Regions from separate parts of the Mus musculus genome. Here regions 2 and 3 are each linked to region 1. The links are chromatin contacts, called in public HiChIP or PLAC-seq maps. All regions are on one chromosome and are shown on one strand. The core of a region is the stretch at or near the end of the contact, and the rest is flanking DNA. Distances in the headings are between cores, read along the strand shown.

Region 1 (3,780 bases), core at 586-3,085:
TTTTCTCTTCTTTAGAAGACACACACACACACACACACACACACACACACACACACACACACCCTAGAGAATGTGGAAGAAAATTCAAGCAATTTAGGAGCTTAGGAGTTAATAGTCTGGAGAAAGTGTCAGGGAAGAAGTGTGTATAAAGGGGTTGCAAGGTAGACCAGAAGGTGCTAAATGCAGATGAGAGTGGGTGACATGCCTGGGCCTAGAGAGGTGGCCACATGGAGTGAAGCTCAGAACACCTCACTGCTTCTGTAAATCGCATAGTGGCATCATGGCACCAATGAGACAAGGAAAGACCCCAACTCGATAAAAGTCAATTCCCCCATTTTCTATAAAGAATGTTGATTTAAAAGAGTGCATCCATTCATGGGTTGGGAAGTTGGCTCAGCAGGGAAAGTGCTTGCTGAGTAAGCGAGAGAACCTGAGCTCAGATCTCCAGAACCGGGTGCTGTGGCATGTGTGCACAATCCAAGCACTGCTGTCATAAGATGGGAGGTGGAGACAGATGAATCACCCAGGGTTTGTAGGTCAGCTAGCCTGCTACATGTGTAGGTAAAAACCAAGAGAGACCCGGCTCACACAAGGTGGAGCATTTGACTTCCGCATGTGCACTGTGTCATACACAGGAACACCCGTTTTTGTACACACAAGATTTGTGGTTAGGAGTACATACTGCTCTTGCAGAGGACCCGGGTTTCATTTGGGTGACTCACAACCACATGTAACTCTCGTTCTAAGAGATCAGATGTCCCCTTCCACCCTCTGATGGCATGCGTGTGTGCTCAAACACACATGCACACACATACATAATTTTAAAAAGTAAAATTTAAACTTCACAGTGCAGAACAAACCCCAGGTGAGTCCTAGTCCTTCCATTGTTTTCAGGGCAATGGGAGAGGCAGACAAGAGTGGTAACTTATGTTAAATCATTGGTGAGGGTGTTGAAGACCGCTCTTCCAGAGCTGAGATATGCACCCGGGGAGGCTTGTCCAGGCAGTGTCTACATTGCAGCTTGGAGGACACCTAGCACCAATCTGATGAGGAGTTACAGGGAAGGACAGAGACTTTCAGGGCAGGGAGAGGAGCACGGTACAGGGCTAAAAAGAGTATAGTCGTTTTCCAGAATGCTACTCAAAATTGCCCTTAAAGGCTCTCTATAGATCACCTAGTCCTGCAGGGGGCCTGGGGGCCACCTCCTGTACACAGCTGCTAACTAGTGGGCTTGCTGTAACTTGTACTTAACATTATTACAAACTTAATACTACCCTAAACTGAGAGAGAGAGAGAGAGAGAGAGAGAGAGAGAGAGAGAGAGAGACTCTATTCTGAGTTTAAATGCAGATATTGATGCACCTTGAAACTGTTATCCTCTTAAAATTGAGTAAATCTTTGTGATGCACATGGAAAGCCACACTGGCATGTACAAGGAGGACCACACCCAGACCACCATGTCACAATTCCCTAAAACTTTTATCCACTCTGAACAGAACAAAGAAGACCCTCCCCCATGCCATTCAATGCTGTAAGCTTTTCCAAAGTCCAAGATGGAATAATTGCAGCTCCTTCCTGGGGAATTTCAAGCCCCCCAACCCTGAGAACTGATCGTACAAACTAGTCCTGTACAAGGCAAGTATGGCTGTCAGAAAGGCTGGCAGAGCTCAGCCAGGGAGCCATGAACCCAGTGACCAGTGGAAAGTGCCAAAGAAGCTGACCCTGCCTGAGCAGGAGAGCAGTGTTCTAGGTCCACAGAGTGTCACTGCAGGTTGAAGGGACAGTGTGAAGGAAAGATACAGAGCCTGAAACCACCAATGCTTCCAGGAAGCAGCTGGACCATGTGGTTAGAGGTCCAGGGCATGGCTGGCAATGAGGCTGAGAGTCTATCAGTGTCAAGGACTGTAGGACAGCCTGGCCTGGAAATACCACTGGGTTTTCTCAAGGGAGGGTGTGTACCTTAATTTAAAGGACTCTGAGAGGAGAGAGGTGAGCATATCTGGGTTTCAGAAGAGCCTTCTGCTGCTGGGTGAAATAGCAGAAGCTAGGCAAAACTCTTGTTTGAGACCCTCTGTAGATCTTCGTCCAGATCTTCCCCGTTAGCCCCCAACCTGGTCTCTTATATCATTGACTTTAGATCAGTGCAGCAGAGAAAGCAGAGCCATCCATCACTGCTCATCCCCCACTACCCCGTGGACCTGCCCTATCTCCAGGGATGAGACTCTGGGTAGTGAGGCCATGACCTGATGATGCCCTTGCACACCCCCAAGCCCTGCCAAGGAGAAGCCTTCAGCTGAGACAGAGCTAAGACTTGGCTTCAGAGTCCTTCCCAGAGAAGCCACAAAAAAGCCGACCTCTCACCTGCCCCGGAGACTATCCACTCCCAACTGAGCTATTTCCTAAGCTGTGCTTTCTCACTGACTTAATATTTCAGTTTGGGAAAGCCTCTGCCATTCAGAGGAACAGCCAGAACCTGCAGATAGCCAGACAGCACGTTGAGATGGCACGCTGGTCCCTTGAGACTTTTGGAGAGAAAGATGCCATAATTTCAAGTCACTCACAAAGTCAGTGAATTTGAACCCCTCACAACTCTGAAAACAAGCATGGATCTCTACTTCCAGAGACTGTCCCAATTTCTGCCCACTGTTGTCTGCTGCCCAGTGGCTGCTCTGGGAAAGCGCATCCCACCTAGGTACTGACCCCACTCCACCCACCCAGATGGGGCAACTATCTGTCACATATCAGTTGCTTTGTTTTTCTAATTGTTGGCCTGTTTTGGAAACACTCTCCTAGACTCCTGTGTGAGTCATAGGTTAAGGGGCATGAGTAATTCCTCCGGCACGCCTGGAATAGGAGGGGAGCCTTCCCTTTTGATTTCCGGTCCTAAAAAAAGACAAGCTAGTTCACCCAGAAGGCTAATGAGTTTTGACAGTGAGGGTGGCCTAGCTGGCCTGGAAAGCCACCTTTTGTGCTATAGGGTTTAGCAAAACATTAGTGCCTCCTCTATTTTTCTTTGGAATTATAAAAGGACACCTGTATATCATTTTGCTGGGATGGGCTGAGCCTCTGAGCCCATCCGATGACACTCTGAGCCGTGACACCCGAGGGGCAGAACAACCAGATCTGTTTCTTTTGCTGAGTTGTTGGGAAGGGGGTTGGCCCTCCTCCTACTGGGTTTATTATTGTCAGCAGGGGTGGGGTTTTACCCCCTGCTTACTGAGCAGTGATGATGTGTCCACTCCCGATGGGTGTGGCTCCCTTTGTAGCCAGCACCGACTTCCTGGAGGGAGTGTGATAGAAGAAAGTGACCCCATCTGCCCTGATTCTGAGTGAACTTCAGAAAGGACCAGCTGCTTCGTGGCCTGAGAAACTACAGTGACAAACTACAATGAACTCCAGGGGCCAAATAATGAGGAATGTTCATCGTCTATCCGACATAATTTTGTATAGTTTTTATGTTCTGCAATGGGTACGGTCAGAGGGGAAGATGCAATCTTACTGTTGGTTTACTGGGAATCTTTGTGAGCCCCTTATTTACTGATTGCTTCCTGGAGGCTGCATGACTTTGGGCAAGTCCATTCACTTCTCTTTCCTTGCCTGTGAAAGAGAGTTGACAATAGAGTGGCTGAGGGGTGCGTGTAGGTGATCATAAGCTCCACTCACCACTGTCCCTAGGAAGCCTTGCCATGTGTTGTTGACGCTCACTGCCCTTTTACTGATGCCCGAGATTCCTCAAAACTGTGCTGTGGAGTGATCTAGGCTAAAAGGAAGAATACTGGTC
Region 2 (3,780 bases), core at 855-3,354, 920 kb before region 1:
ACACACATGAATACCTATAGATACACACACTCCCACAGATACACAAACACATGTTAAATAGCTACCACAAATGGCAAAGTTATAGTTACATTATACAGACATGGACACATTTGAAAGGAGTTCATTTTGTGTGTGTGTGTGTGAGAGAGAGAGAGAGAGAGAGAGAGAGAGAGAGGGAGAGGGAGAGGGAGAGGGAGAGGGAGAGGGAGAGGGAGAGGGAGAGAGAGAGAGAGAGAGAGAGAGAGAGAATATGTACAACATACAGGTTTGTTGCCAGGACTCCCAGGTGAAGGTATCTGGCAGACAGTGACCTCAGACAATTCTGGCTAGTTGTTGTCCCCTTGTCTTGCCACCTCCTGGTGTGTAGTTATCTCCTGATACAGGGCATAGGTAGCAAGACCCTGGAGAGTGTGGACCGGGGACGACTCCATGGGTCATCCTGGTGCCTGGCATCGTGTGTAGCTCAAGAGACTAGTGGGTGGAGGCCAGGGAGTGGTAAAGTGTGAGGCTACTTCAAACCTGACCACAGCCACCACTGAAGAGGGAAAAGGGGGCTGGAGGACCCAAAACAAGTAAGTGGCAGAGATCATGGGGCAGGAGTGGGAAGGGAAGGACAGGCCCTCCATCAGTGGACTGGAGTGTCCTCCAGTGCTCACCTAGGGCAAGGGGTGACAGGTTACCCCAGCCCCATTGCAGCTGGGGGTCTGGTTGTTAATGTCATAGCACATCCCTGGGTGTCTTTCCCATGATCCCTTCTTAGAGAGTTTCCTGGCAGGGTTAGTAGTAAGGGCTTCTGCCGCCTGTGAGTGAGCTCTCAGTGGAGATCAGGGAACAAAGAGAGTTTGGGCTAGACAGTGCCTCTCTCTGGGGCCAGCTGAGATCTCTGAGGCCAGGGTGCAGGTGGGAGGCCTAGCAGGCAAGCACATCCTCCTGTGGAAGTGACTGAGTCGGGGAGTGCCTGGTGGACACAGCACAGAGCATGGATGGCCCCTTCCTTTCTATCTCAGTTCCTTCCCCACCCCCACCCCCACCCCCCCGAACTGGAGTCTAACCCAGGACCTCACGCGTGCTAGCAAATTCTTTCATTGAGCTAGCTCCCCAGTCCTCTTTTCACCTGGAGACAGGGTCTTACTAAACTGCCCAAGCTGGCCAGGAACTAACTCTGTAGCCCAGATGGACTTCAAAACTGCCACCCTCCTGCATTAGCTTCTTGAGTAGCTAGACTTACAGGCCTGTGCTAACAGGTCTCGCTTGGAGCTGCTCCTGGTTCATGTTGGCATCATGGTACCCTGAGAGATGGAGGGCCTGACGGGAAGTTAAGGTTTCAGGCGAGCTTCAGACTAGGCTTTCTATCCTTGCTGGGCTCCACAGACACCTAGCCCAGAGGGAAGTGTTTCCCTGGCTGGCTTTTGCTTCAGCTTAGAGATTCAGGTAGCTGTGACTGATTTTCTACAGTATACGAGGTCAATGGGTTTGTGGTCTTTTCCTGTCCACACTGAGTACAGGATTACACCCTTGTCATTGCTGAGACAGCCCCACCCTCCAGACTCCTTGCTGCAGCAGAACTGAGAGATGGGGAGGGAAGGTTGGCATGAAAATGACACGAGGGTTTTGTTCTTAGGTTGCAGTGACCTTGAAACAGATCTTGTTTGTGGGGCCCGAGGGTACAGTAGAGGGTTGAGTATCTCTCCTGGACGTGGCTACCCACGTCCCTCCCCAGGCCTCCATACATTTTCAGGCACTCCATCTTTTTCCCCAAGACACTGTCATACTGTTATACTGACAGTGAGTTAGGTGGTGAGGCCCAGAGAACACATAGGGAGTAAAGTTCTAAATAATAAAACACAGGTCAACCTGGGCTCAGGACTCCCCATCACCTATATCGAGAGGGTGCTCAGGGTCTCTGTGCAACCTTGACCTTATCTCCGAGATGCTGTTACTGAGTCTGTCACTATACTGTTACCTGCAATCCAGGGCTCTGAGTGATCATTTTTGATGGTCAGAAGCAGGGAAGAAATGTCTTTGTGACTCATAAAGTCACATAGGCAAGAAAGCTGGAAAACCACAAATAAGGGACTCAGTCAACAAAGCCCAAACTACTTCAGGCTATTCTTGGAAACGACACATCACATCTTGTTTCTTCCCAGAAAATGCAAAACCCTGCATACTTCTAGCTAGTCGGTTCTATTTCTATTAACGTCCCACCAACATCTGGGTGGTGGTTAAAAAGGCAGACGACCAAGAACCAGCTACCCAGGAGCTTCTGATTGATGTATTCCTCTTGTTTTTGAGACCCTGCGGTCTCATGGAGCCCAGGCTGACCTGGAACTCACTCGGTAGCTGAGGGTTATCTTGAACTCCTGCCTAATCGCCCTGCTTTTACCAGGAAAGCTCTGGGATTACAGGCTCGGGCCACCACGCTCAGTCAGCTCCGCTCAGCTCTGCTTTCACAGGTTTGAACCTTTGTCCTTTGGAGCTGGGAAGAGTATTCTCCAAAGGTCATGACCCCCCAAATCTCTAATAAATGGAAGCTTAAACCTCAGACTCTGCGTCCCTCCCTGGCCAACACTGCCTGTATGTACTCTGTTATCAGTTTGCTATCAAAACTCCCCGGGTGAGATTCCCCCTTGGCATATGGGGAAATTAAAACTCACAAGTTCAGTGATTTGCTCGGGACTATATGGCTAAGAATCGAGCTCAGACCTAAAATTTCTGAACTGATACTCTAGAGATTTTGTCTAAGACAGGGTTTTCCTATGTAGCCCAGGCTGGACTAACACATGTGACCTACTTCTGCCTCCCAAGAGTTGATATTGCTGAGATGTGCTTTGTCCTGTAGTTTGAAGGTATATGCAAGTTCTTGACATAGGAAAATAGTCTAGCAGGGTTTGGGATTTTTGGGTTTCATTGTTGTTGTTGTTTTGGTTTTGTTTGGTCAGTTCTGGGGCTCAAACCCAGCATCTGGGCGTGCTAGGCAGAGTCTTTGGGGAGCCAGTCTAAGTCATGACTTATACTTCTTTTGAGTTGATGTTCGAGCCATTGAAAGACTAGTGCTAATTACAAAGCCAGTGAACACTACGAAGTACAATGCCAAACCTGATTGCTCTTCTCTCTTATAACTCTGTGTTGTGGGAAGCATTGTCTCCATCTTACAGATGAGAAAACTGAGGTGACCAACGAAGATGACTTGTCTCATATCACACAGTTAGCAAGTCCTGGTTTCCCTGACTAAATAAATGGTCTGATGCCTACCCACCATATGACAATGACATTTTGAGCTGGTATGGCTTGGCAATGCAGTCTTCTAAGAAGTGAAGGCTGTTTAGATCTGGGAAGGCATGTTCAAGCTGGTACAGTAGGATTTGTGTCCAGGGCCAAACTTAACTCCCCCATGGGCTCTTACCTCCCCGTTTCTTATCACCCCCTAGATAAGAGCCGGTTCTGGAAGCTCTCACACCCCCAGACCCTCAGCACCGCCTTTGCTTGTTCTATACTGAAGTACAAGATTTAAGTGGTTTCAGGAGAGAGGAGACGAGTTCTTCCAGTTTGTAAATTGGCGCCTGGGAGACAGATCTGGCTTGATACTTGCCAGCGGTATGCAATTTTAGATTTTAGACAAGAAGCTGAGAGTGAAAAGTGGGTTTGGATGCAGTAGGCATTACATACATTACATACCTTAACACACGTGCCCAGGACTTCCTGGGCCTGAGTGGCTTGTGTGAGGTCATGTGGCAGTCAGGGAGCTTTGTACCCTTGCTCCCGTAGCTCCAAGGTGACCCC
Region 3 (3,780 bases), core at 854-3,353, 690 kb before region 1:
ATCAGAACCCCAAAGAAAAATTTCTCTATAAAACAGCCAGTCTGTGGTGTTTTGTGATGCCAGTAGAAAATGGATCAAGGAACACATTAAGACTACTATTAAAGCTCATATTTAAATCTATAAACTTTTAAAATACTGAAGTGTTTTTGTTTTATTTAGTGTTGGGGGTTGTCTTAGTCAGAGTTTCAATTCCTGCACAAACATCATGACCAAGAAACAAGTTGGGGAGGAAAGGGTTTATTCGGCTTACACGTCCACACTGCTGTTCATCATCAAAGGAAGTCAGGACTGGAACTCAAGCAGGTCAGGAAGCAGGAGCTGATGCAGAGGCCATGGAGGGATGTTGCTTACTGGCTTGCTTCCCCTGGCTCAGCCTGCTCTGTTATAGAACCCAAGACTACCAGCCCAGGGATGGCACCACCCACAAGGGGCCCTTCCCCCTTGATCACCAACTGAGAAAAAACGACCCACAGCTGGATCTCATGGAGGCATTTCCCCAACTGAAGCTCCTTTTTCTGTGATAACTCCAGTCTGTGTCAAGTTGACACACAAAACCAGCCAGTATAGGGGTAGAGCATGTGGGAGCCAATGTCATATGTGCGGAGGTCAGAAGTCAAGAGTCTGTTCTCTCCTACCACCACATGAGTCCCAGCTATCAAACACAGGTCATCAGGTTTGTCATCAAGTGCTTTTAAGCCACTTCAAGCCATCTTGGCAGCCCACCTTTTCTAACTTTATAGAGGGAAATATCCTATCTTTTGATTTTAAAGAATTCTTATAAAGAATTAATGTTGGAAGTGATACATGTCTATAATCTCAACTACTAAAGAGACTGACTGGGCAGGAGGATTACAAGTTCAAGGTCAGCCTAGGTAATTTAGCAAGATCCTATTTAAAATTCAAATTTCTTTTTTAAAGGGGTTAAGACGGTAGCTTTGTGGTAGAATGCTTGCTTAGTGTGTGGAAGGCTGGAATTTAATCCCCAGGTTGAGGGAGGAAGGGAGGGGGAGGGAGGGAGGAAGGGAGGGAAGAAAAGGAAGAAGGAAGGAGGGAGGGGTAAGTTAGTTGAATGTTATTGATGGCTTCCTCCATATCTGCTAAAACATTCCTTAAAGATTTATTTTAATTTTATGTATATGAGTATTTGCCTGTATGTGTATATGTATAGTAAACATGGGTGCAGTGCCTATGGGGGCAGAAGAGAGGTCAGATCCCCCGGAACTGGTATTGCAGCTGTTTGTGAGCTGTCATGTGGGTGTTAGGAACCAACCCAGGTCCTCTGAAGAGCAGCCAGTGCCCTGAACTGCTGAGCCATGCCTCCAGCCGCTCAGAATAATCTTATATTTCAAAACATTTCATGTACAAGTTTTGAATTATTACCTCAGTGGTGCTAATTCTCTGTCCTCTGAGATTGCTTGTAACTGATTTTGAGACTTTTTCCTGTACTTTTGGGAGGATATTATTTATGATTTATTAAACTATTCAGATAATTTCCTCTCTCTCTCTCTCTCTCTCTCCCTCTCTCTCTCTCTCTCTCTCTCTCTCTCCGATGTATGTGTGTGTGTGTGTGTGTGTATACATGGATTGTCAGCAAGCACAGTTGAATATACACCACCTAGACTAGTTAGCACTAGGTTAAGTGCTACATGGTAGATATCCCATGATTCATCAAGAACAAACAAAAGCCCCTAAAAGCTATCACCTCCCCTCTTCCTGGAGTCTTAGGGGCTCCCCTGGGAGATTTTAGCATTTCCCCCACTGGACCCCCATTAGTCAGTCTAGGTCAGTGACACAACCCCACCAGGGAACCTGCTCGTGTGGCCTCTTCCCAACACTTTGCAGAAGGTGACTTCCTGCATACCTGTCCTGGTCCTGAGGACACGCTCCTCTAAGTACCCACAAGTGATATCTCCCTGCTTGTGTCCCAGTGTTTTCCTTAAGTGTGTCACTCACCATGGCAAATAATTATCCTAGCTGTATCCTATTATCTAATTGCCTCCTGTGTCATTATGTGTGTCCCCTGAGTCCAGCATCCCTGTAGGGACAGGGTGGAGGGAGGCTTCAGGTCTGTTTATTTATTTAACACAAGCTGCTCTGTGCTGCTAAGTATGTGGCAAACACTCAGAAACCCTCTCTGAGTAAGCAATTGGGTGACTCAGTAATTCTCACCTTACTCTCAGGCAAAACCCAGATTCTGGCCAGGGGCGGATTTGATCAGCTTTAGTGAGCTGGATTAGATTAGCTTTAGTGAACTCATTAGGAGAAAGAAACAAAAGGGTTTCCACAAGGGGCCATGCTTATCTTCCAGGCTGTCAAATTTGTCTATCCATCCTCTTCCATTCAAGGCATGGGTAACTGTTGAGTAGTTCCTGGGAGCTGAGAATGGAAGCTTCAGGGTTGGGGACACACACACACACACACACACACACACACACACACACACACACAGAGAGAGAGAGAGAGAGAGAGAGAGAGAGAGCCTTCCCTGGTTTCATGGTGTTCCCAGTCTAGTAGCAGAAGCTGGTTTTAAGCAAACCAACCAACCACTAGCTACACAGCTACAAATCGTGCTAAGTATCATAAAGGGGAGAGAATGGTGTGGATACCTGCAGTTGGTTTTCTCAATGAGCAGGGTTTTTCAGATGACAGGTTAAGCTGAGATATGCAAAGGTCCTGAGGTGTGGGTTGTATTGTTCCTTAGAGAGGCAACCAAAAGCTAGTATGTGACTGGAGCATGATGAGTCAGGGTGGAGTTCTATGGGGTGAGCCTGGATGGGGCCTGATGACGGGTAAGGTCCTGTGGTCCAGGCCTGGGCATTTGAGTTCTAATCAATTGATTATATGTTTTCCAAGATGCTGTATGCTAGCCACTTTTCTATTTTCTACATCACTATGATAAAAATGCCTAAGAAAAACAATAGAAGGAGAAAAGATTCAGGGCCATGGATTCATAAGCTTTCTTTCATGGTCAACTGGCTCCATTGACCTAGGCCTGGCGTGAGCCAAAACCCATGGTCGAGGACTCCCTCAGCAGTCAGGACAGACAGATGGACAAAAAAGGCCCTACCTGGGCTGGTGAGATGGCTCAGTGGGTAAGAGCACCTGACTGCTCTTCCAAAGGTCCAGAGTTCAAATCCCAGCAACCACATGGTGGCTCACAACCATCCATAACAAGATCTGACTCCCTCTTCTGGTGTGTCTGAAGACAGCTACAGTGTACTTACATAAAATAATAAACAAATCTTTAAAAAAAAAAAAAAGGCCCTACCTTTTTTGTAATAATGTCGTCAAATCGTGTGTACATCAATGGATTCACTCACTGCTTAGGATAGAATCCTCAGTTCAGTCCTGTATCCAAAGCCCTGCCTCTAAATACTACCCTCAGGACCGAGCCATCAACACGTTAGTTTGCAGGGAGATTTTAAAGCCTAGCCATGATAGCTTTTCTAAGCTAGCTTATGTGCTTAATAGTACCCCATCTAATAAATGTGTATTAGCTCATTTAATACTCTGACTTTACACACCTTAGGCGTTATTTATGTTTTTGAAAAACACAAACACAAAACAAAACACAAAACAAAACAAAAAAAAAACAGGGTCTCATGTAGTACAGACCTGAAGTCACTATGTACTAAATTTGGCCTTGAATTCTTGATCCTCCTTGCCTCCACATCCCAAGTGCTGATATTAAAGAATGTTCCACCACACCCAGCTATATAGCTATTATTAATATGCTCAACTTTCCAGTTGAGTAGCCAAGGCCCGGTGAAAATGGGCAAT

Evidence for each region. HiChIP or PLAC-seq counts read pairs in DNA pulled down with a chosen protein or histone mark.
Region 2: a contact with region 1 is called in a FOXA1 HiChIP or PLAC-seq map of pancreatic cancer cells. The contact joins two enhancer-like sites. A contact is called at or near these places in 3 of 115 datasets of contacts at active chromatin or transcription factors (extraembryonic endoderm stem cells, pancreatic cancer cells and trophoblast stem cells).
Region 3: an HNF4G HiChIP or PLAC-seq map of pancreatic cancer cells shows a contact between it and region 1. The contact joins two enhancer-like sites. A contact is called at or near these places in 2 of 115 datasets of contacts at active chromatin or transcription factors (fibro-adipogenic progenitors and pancreatic cancer cells).

The regions. Positions count from the first base shown.
Region 1 is chr7:113,183,391-113,187,170 of GRCm38.p6, forward strand. It overlaps a transcript of Arntl not described here. Among named protein-coding and RNA genes, the nearest start is that of Arntl, 22 kb to the right of the region's middle. Within about 2 kb of position 1,836, at least 108 of the 459 cell types and tissues checked have an H3K27ac peak or open chromatin away from gene starts, as enhancers often do. A contact at or near this core is called in pancreatic cancer cells, where this site is marked.
Region 2 is chr7:112,265,382-112,269,161 of GRCm38.p6, forward strand. All of the region lies in intron 2 of Mical2 (microtubule associated monooxygenase, calponin and LIM domain containing 2), which reads left to right. Among named protein-coding and RNA genes, the nearest start is that of Mical2, 41 kb to the left of the region's middle. Within about 2 kb of position 2,105, at least 20 of the 459 cell types and tissues checked have an H3K27ac peak or open chromatin away from gene starts, as enhancers often do. A contact at or near this core is called in pancreatic cancer cells, where this site is marked.
Region 3 is chr7:112,489,793-112,493,572 of GRCm38.p6, forward strand. All of the region lies in intron 1 of Parva (parvin, alpha), which reads left to right. Among named protein-coding and RNA genes, the nearest start is that of Gm45998, 40 kb to the left of the region's middle. Within about 2 kb of position 2,104, at least 44 of the 459 cell types and tissues checked have an H3K27ac peak or open chromatin away from gene starts, as enhancers often do. A contact at or near this core is called in pancreatic cancer cells, where this site is marked.